Regions from separate parts of the Sus scrofa genome. Here region 1 is linked to region 2. Evidence: chromatin contacts called from public HiChIP or PLAC-seq data. All regions are on one chromosome and are shown on one strand. The core of a region is the stretch at or near the end of the contact, and the rest is flanking DNA. Distances in the headings are between cores, read along the strand shown.

What was found. HiChIP or PLAC-seq counts read pairs in DNA pulled down with a chosen protein or histone mark.
Region 1: an H3K27ac HiChIP or PLAC-seq map of alveolar macrophages shows a contact between it and region 2. The contact joins two enhancer-like sites. A contact is called at or near these places in 2 of 5 promoter capture datasets (fetal liver and liver), 1 of 47 Hi-C or Micro-C datasets (liver) and 2 of 2 datasets of contacts at active chromatin or transcription factors (alveolar macrophages and skeletal muscle).

The regions. Positions count from the first base shown.
Region 1 is chr6:51,549,941-51,553,766 of Sscrofa11.1, reverse strand. All of the region lies in intron 1 of PPP1R37 (protein phosphatase 1 regulatory subunit 37), which reads right to left. Among named protein-coding and RNA genes, the nearest start is that of NKPD1, 27 kb to the left of the region's middle. Within about 2 kb of position 2,521, at least 5 of the 83 cell types and tissues checked have an H3K27ac peak or open chromatin away from gene starts, as enhancers often do. A contact at or near this core is called in alveolar macrophages, where this site is marked.
Region 2 is chr6:51,363,798-51,367,651 of Sscrofa11.1, reverse strand. TOMM40 (translocase of outer mitochondrial membrane 40) reads right to left here. Exons shown (of 9, transcript NM_001315748.1): 5 at 3,447-3,552. Among named protein-coding and RNA genes, the nearest start is that of TOMM40, 5.6 kb to the right of the region's middle. Within about 2 kb of position 2,366, at least 14 of the 83 cell types and tissues checked have an H3K27ac peak or open chromatin away from gene starts, as enhancers often do. A contact at or near this core is called in alveolar macrophages, where this site is marked.

The sequences.
Region 1 (3,826 bases), core at 1,272-3,771, 190 kb before region 2:
ACTTCTGGCTCCCCACGTCCCCTAGGATCTGCCACCCCGGCCCTGCCTACTGTGTCGGTCTTTGTTCTGAGGAGCTTCCTGGTGAATGTGAGGCCCAGGGCCTCTGACCTTGCCACCTCCACACGAGACACATTCAGCCAGGCACCCATGGGGTTTGGATGTAGACACAGCCTCACACACGGTCACGGCCAGAACGCAGGGGCGGTGCACGGCTCACTCATGTACAGCAGAGGAAGCTGAGAGCAGGGGCAAGAAAGACAAATGTACTCAGAGAAGTTGGGGGCCCAAGGCCCAGAGCCACCGGAGATAAGAATGCCAACTGCATCCTGTCCCTCCTCTGACGCCAAGACACATGGTCAAGGTGGGGGCAGCCCTGGGGAAAGACACTAAAGGAACAAAAGCAGAGGTTCCGTCAGTGTGTTGCAGCCTGGGCTCAGCGGCCTATGGGCACCCCAACCCCAAGTCGACCTCCCCAACAGCATCACGTCCCCAGGCCTGGCCCGTCACCACTGGGCAAAGGCGAGAGCATCAGGTGGCTGGGGAAGGACCCTGCAGTAATCATTCCGTGTGTATATTTCATTCGTATACTAAAAAAAGAGAACTAGCACATCAAAACCAGCATTTTGCATATATTATCGCTCGGGACTGAATGAGATGAAACATATTCAAAATTTTTAAACGAACCAACTTAAAAAAAAAAAAAAAAAACGGTAAGGAAACGGCAGTACAGGTGGTCGGGAGAAATAACAGAGCATTTATACAGCACTTCCACTGCACCAGGCGCCACCCAGGCACTCTCTAAGCTGGCAGAGCTGGCCCAGGCAGGCTGGCTCAGGACCAGCCCCTACACACTCACCCATCTGTGATGATGTGAAATCATTAAGGCCTCCACCTCGGGTCATCCCGCCCACTCCCAACGGCTCCAGCCTGAACCTAACCCCCCGGGCCGTGGAGAGTCAACGAGCTGCGGCAGCTCCGAGGCTTCAGAGCTCGAGGCCCCAGAGCTCGAGGCCCTGGCCTCCAGGGTGCGTTCACGTAAGCCCGGCTGGACCCCAGGCTCACAGGGAACGGGGGCTGGGAGGAGGGCGCAGCAGCACGGACAGCTCCTGCAACGCAGTGATGGGACACTGGGGTGGGCCGGGCTGACAGGTCCAAGAACCAAGCTGGAGCCTGGGCTGCTTCTGAAGGGCAGGGCTGCAAAGCAGTGAGGACCCGCTGCAGCCTGCCGATCCCCGCCCTGCTCTCCGCGCCATGGGGAGGCCCTTCCCGGACAGCATCTCGTGCTCCCACCTGATACTTGGGGTCTCTCGGCAGGTTCGGGGCACAGGCTCTGGAGCCAGTCTTTGACTCCCAGTAAAGCGACTTAACCTCTGTGCCTCAATCACCTTATCCTGAAAACTCGTGTGACTCCACCAGGGTCACCATGGTGACCGAGCATGAGCCCATCCCTCAGCTCAGGGCTCAGCCCACACCAGCGATGGCTGTCATGATTCCTCCCCCACTGGAAGGCAGGGACCCACGACACTCTTGTCAAAGCACCTGTCAGTGACGGAAGGGTTGGCGGACACACACGTGGAGTCTGTGTCTCAGGCCAGGGCGTGTCTGCTTAGCTCAAGGCCACAGCTCTGAAGGTCCCACTGAGGCAGGGGCTGCTCCAGGCAGCTGGCAGGGAGGCGGGGTGGCAGTGCGGGCGGGAGGGAGAAGGCTGTGCGCTGGGCTGGGCTGCGCAGAGGTCGTGGCTCTGAGGAAGAGGACCAGTTCTCATCCGGTGAGGCTGTGCTAATGCTCACAACGACCTCTCCCCCGCTCGGAAAGGGACATCTGTAGGATCTCAGGAGATAAGGGTTGTGGGGGCCCCGCTAAGCAGCTGCCCAGCGCCTGGCCCGACTCAGCAGGAGACACGGCTGGGGGAAAAGATGACAATGACACTGGTGGTCACCACTTGCCCGTGTCGGGCAGCTCCTCTGCGTAAGACACAATGCTGAGCGCATTCCAGGCAGTTCGCTCGGCCAGCTCTGCGATCCTAGGAGACTGGCCATGACGCGCCCATCTTCTAACAGGGGAAGCAGCAAACTCAGAGAGCAAGCTGAGCGTCCAAGGTCGCGGAGCCAGGAGCGGCAGGGCTGGAACACACACCCAGCCCTGTCTTGCTCTGAGATTGGAACATGGCTTAATTTTCACACTACCCTGACAGGCCTGAGGGGGAGGCAGAGGCCAGGGGCAGAGAGTGGCCATGGCGGTCCCTGGACTCTGGCTGGGGCCAAGGGAAGGTGTGAGCTTTGGGGAGGGACGCAGCTGTGTGCAGCTGGCGCCAGCATCCCAGGAAGAGGCTGCGGGCAAAGACAGCCTGCTCCCCGCACCACCTGCCACAGCCCTCACTAAGGGACAGAGAGAAACCCAATGCCAGGCATCAGATGACCAGCAGAGACGGTTGTCTCACCTCTGCACACAGGTGCAAAAGCACCCACGAGGTGCAAGGACAGGTTGGGCAGCAGGGGGCAGCAATGACTCAGGCCAGCCATGCCAGCCTAGAGCTGGTGGGAAAGACAGTCATTCAAGTGGGAGTCAAAACCCAGGGAGCAACGGGGTGGGGGGGGGGGGCAGGGTTAGGGAGCCAGCTCTCACTGCTGGAGCTTCAAGAGCAAGTTGTGGACACAGATGAGACAGATACAAACAGAGCAGTGGGCAGTGGTCCCTGGGAGGGGTAGGTGTGACACGGTGGGAGCAGACTTGGCAGGACCCAGGGCATCAGGAGGTGAATGTGTGGGAGGGGTGGAGGTAGGAGGTGAGGTGGGGGACACAGGGACCTTAGCAAGAACTTTGCTCTCTGAAACAGGAGCCACCGGGGCTGGGTACAGAGCCACACTGGGAGCCACTCAAGTTCTGGGGAGGACTGAATCCATAGGACAGCCGGGCTGGGGAGGGCAGAGCCCACTGGATCCCCTAACAGGGACTGTCAGGGCTGGCACACCAGAGGTGAGGTTTAAGCGCATGGGCAGCTCCGAGCCAGGCCTGGGTTCTACCTGCCTCCATTAGCTAACTGCACGTGGCCTTGACTTCCCAGAGTCTGGCTACCGCATCAGCAGCTCCTACCTCAGGAGGCTGCCTGTCACGCCCTTCCCACCCTGCAAGGGAGGGGCACCATCGCCATCACCCTACTCGACAGGAAGGAAACCGAGAGTCTCATGGCAGGCAGATGACCAGGCCCACACAGGACCCTGGCTCTCAAGGCTCTTTCCTGCAAGGTCCTCAGGCTTTTGTGCTCCCACACCTCACGGTCTGTGGAACCAACCCTCCCTACCCAGACCCCTGGGGCTCACACCCTCGGCCTGGAAGGCTGGCTCAGAGGGGACCAAGCCAGTGTTCAAAAGGCACAGGGGGGAGTTCCCGTCATGGCGCAGTGGTTAACGAATCCAACTAGGAACCATGAGGTTGCGGGTTCGGTCCCTGCCCTTGCTCAGTGGGTTAACGATCCGGCGTTGCCGTGAGCTGTGGTGTAGGTTGCAGACGTGGCTCAGATCCCGCGTTGCTGTGGCTCTGGTGTAGGCCGAGGCTACAGCTCCGATTCGACCCCTAGCCTGGGAACCTCCATATGCCGCGGGAGCGGCCCAAAGAAATAGCAAAAAGACAAAAAAAAAAAAAAAAGAAAAGGCACAGGGGGAGTTCCTGCTGTGGCTCAGTGGGTTAAGAATCCGACTAGGGAGTTCCCATTGTGGCGCAGCAGAAATGAATCTGACTAGGATCCATGAGGTTGCAGGTTTAATCCCTGGCCTCATTCAGTGGGTTAAGGATCCAGCGTTGCCATGAGCTGTGGTGTAGGTCGCAA
Region 2 (3,854 bases), core at 1,117-3,616:
AATGGGTCAGAGACAGAATCCAGGCTTCTCCACTTCCCACGCCCAGGCTCAGAGTCACGCTACAGCTGAGGCTCTTGAGCCCCAGGACCGAGACTCCTTCCCGTCGGCCTGCGGCGCCCCGGGGAACAGACAGACACCGGGACGCCCTCTCTGCAGATGGGAAGAACCAGGAGCCAGAGCGCGGGGGACACAGAGGCGGCGGTGACAGAGAAACGGGAAACAAGATACACCTCTGCAGAGACAGGGAGATCATCAGAAATGGAGCGGGATGGGGAACCGAAGGTTCCTGGCCTGACAGGACAGGCGAGAGCCAGCTTGGGAAGCACGCGGCTGGCCAAGCGGTGTGCAGGACTGGAGCAGAAGGGACGGCGGGAACGGGACCGCCCGGAGCTGGGGTGGGACTGGGTGGAAGCCCTGGGGACACGAGTAAGAGGTGTGAACCCAGATTCCAGAAGATGCTTCCCAGGCAGATGCGAGGCACGACTGGGGCTGCCTGAGGGAGCAGGCACATCCGGGAGGGGCTGCCACTAGCGGGGTTAGGGTGGGCTGGAGCTGGTTCCCCCCACCCCCCGCCCCAAGTGAGCAGCTGTCCTTTTCTTCTCCCTGTGAGTAGAGGATACAGATACCCCCCCCACACCAGCCCGACCCCTGGAGCCGGCTGTAACCATCAGCAGCACACCCCCAGCCAGGAGCAGCTCCTCCTTCAACAGAGGGCGACTCTGAGGCCCCAGAGAGAAAGGTGACCATTCAGAGGTCACACAGGGACTTCAACTTGAGTCTCCAGCCATGACGGGGACCCAGTGCCAAGAGACCCCAGAGCGTCTTACACCCCAGCTTCTGGGCCTGCCCCCCGGGGCCTGCCCTCCTCTCTGGTCTCTGGATTCCCCTCCGAGCAACTGCGCACAACCACGGTCAGCAGTAGCCGCGCGGCTGCGAGGAGACAGCAGCGCCTAAGGTGGCGGGGCCTCCCCTGCGGAGTCCTCCTCCCTGCTGCACCCTCATGGCTCGATCCCTAGTGCCTGAAGGACAGGATGAAGGATGCGCACATGGGGTGCTGAGGGCCTGACAAGGGGGCGTGGGGTGATAGACGGGGCCTGATGTGGCCACTGCTCAGGATTTCTCTGAGCGCATACTCTGTTCCCAGCACGGTTCCAGGCGCTAGGCACACAGTGGTGAGGCAGCCACATCCTCCTGCCTGGGAAGAGATGCTGTCCTGGTGTGGGGGGGCAGGCGAGGAAGTGGGGATCTCTGAAGCCTCATGAGCTGGCTGCGCGGCCTGACATGCACTCATTTGGCCACGGCAAGACCAGAAAGTTCCAAGCGGCAGGGACGGCAGATGAAAGAGGGCTCCTGGGCATCCAAGCCTTTCTGTGTCCCCCGTTTCTTGTTCTCAGGGAATAAGCCTCCACCTCCATGACCTTCCCTGAGTTCCAAAGGGCAGCTGATACGCAGGGAGGGGAGGGGATGCGGAGTCGAGGGAGGAGCAGGGCAGCCTAGGGGCAGGTCCCGGTTCCTCCTCAAGGAATGTACAGAACGATACCTATATGCCTTTCTGCAGAACTAAACCCCCCAAAAGGGAAGAGCTACTGGATGAAGCAGTCTTCACGCAGGAGAAAGACCAATGAACTGGTCCCAGGGCCGACACACACCGGCTTGGAGAAACAGCACAGGCCACCTCAACCCTGCTCCTTACCTACGGCCCATTTGCCACTCCCCAAACCATGAAACCACTTCTCATCACTCCCAAGGGGAGCACAGCTTTAAGGCATTAGCCTGCTGGGCCCCCTCTGCCTGGCAAAGCAATAAAGGCATCTCCTCCTTCACCCCAACTCTCCGTTCCTATTCAGCATCTGCGGATGGAGTTTTGGCACCAATCCCAGCTGCAGTCCTCCTGGAGGGGCCGGTGAAGGCTCCCACCTCAGGGCCTTGGCACCTGCTGGTCCTTCCGGCTGAAGGTCTGCGGGGCCCCTTCCCTGACACCCTCCAGTCTGCCTTTAAACACCGCCTATGTAATGAAGCCTTCCCGTTGGGATGGGGGTCTGCAGAGACCCCACCCACCCAGCCACCCCTCCTGAGGCTGCCGTCTTTCTCCCCAGCACCATCGCCCCTGGCCCTTGTGGGCCGCTTTCTGTGGCTCACTAGAACAGAGGCTCCCAGAGGACAGACGTGATTGTCCCCGCTGACAACCGTGTCCTCTGGAGAGAGAACACAGCTGGTACGTGAGTGAGGAAGCCTCGCCCCGCGCATGCGGAGACATCAAAGACGGACACCCATGGACGGGACGTGAAAAGGGGAAGCAGGGTGGAGAGGGTGGGAGGCCCTGGCCCAGGCAACCCAGACGGGAAACTGCCTCCTCAGCCCCGTGCCACCTCCCCGCCTCCCTTCAACTGCATGGGCCCCGCCTGCCGAGCGGGCTGTCCTGTGCCCTGGACCAACCCCAGGGCCCCGCAAGTAATAGCGGGAGCAGCTCCGCTCCTGGGGACCCATTGGGTGCCTGATCCCGTGGGAAGCACGTGAACTCCCATGACCTACTCAACGACCCTGTGAGGCAACCTGACTTCACAGATGAGGAAAGCAAGGCCCTCGGAGGCGATGGACGTGCCCACGGTGGCGCCAGGTCAGGGGCAGAGCTGGGGCCTGAACCTGCTTTCTCATCCACAACGCGACTGAAATAGGGCGGGAAGGGGGCAGGGCACAACCTTCAAAAGAATGACAAGGCCCTTGAGGACACACAACCACACTGGAACCAATTGTGGCCTAGATGGTGGAAGACTCCAGGGACCTTGGGCCCTCCTTCCATCCTGACCTACATTAATGCTCAAATGACATGCCCAAGGGTCCCAGGACAGGTCCAAAGCCAACCAGCAAAGGGACCAAGTGGGCGCAACCCAATTTCTGGACATCCCCGCCCCTCCCCCCAGTGGCTGGACTAATGCTGGCGCTCGTTAGCCTGTGAAATGACCCAGCCCCGGAAAACCCAGCACCCCACTTCTGTGGGTCTGAGAGGCCCCCGCCCTGTCAGAGGGGTGTTGCTGTCAGGGCGGCTCTCTGGCCCTTTGCGATGGACCGCATTCTGTTGGCGGAATGCGGATCTTCCAGGGCCTTCTCTGTGTATCTCTCTCCATGAATCTATTTCTCAGCCATCACTTGGCGTCTTGCTGAATTCCTCTGTGTAGAGACAGAGAGAACCTGAACCTCGCAGTAGGTCCTGAGACCACACACGCCATTCTAATGAAACAAACAAACAACACAGTGGTTCTGAGCCCCAGCCTGGGTTTTGGCTGGATTCCAGCCAAATCTGAGTTGTGCAGTTTGATGTTCTGAAGTCACACCTGTCTCAGGCCATTTCTTGGACGGCAGGAAGGGGCGGGGGAGTACGAGAAATGGATTTGTTGGTGAAGCTGGGACTGGGATTCGAGCCATCCTCCAGGCCCTGTGCCTCTTACCTGAACCCACCAGGACATCTGGGTTCCCCAGGGTAACGGCTGCCGTGAAGTCGGAGCCCCGGTACTCCCCATCCACCTGCCAGTTCACAAACTTCGACTGCTGGGTCTGGGAGGGAGGGGGAGGGGCAGGCGTGAGGGTACAACCTAGCAGGACCCCATGGGGCCCTCCCAGGTCCAAAAAGCCTTTCCCCCTTTTCTTTTTAGGGGCCCACCCGCGGCACATGGAAGTTCCCAAGCTAGGGGTCGAACTGGAGCTATAGCTGCCGGCCTACACCACAGCCACAGTAACACGGGATCAGGGCCACGTCTGTGACCTTATACCACAGCTTGTGGCAATGCCAGATCCTTAACCCACTGAGCGGGGCCAGGGATAGAACCTGCACCCTTGTGGATGCTAATCAGGTTCTT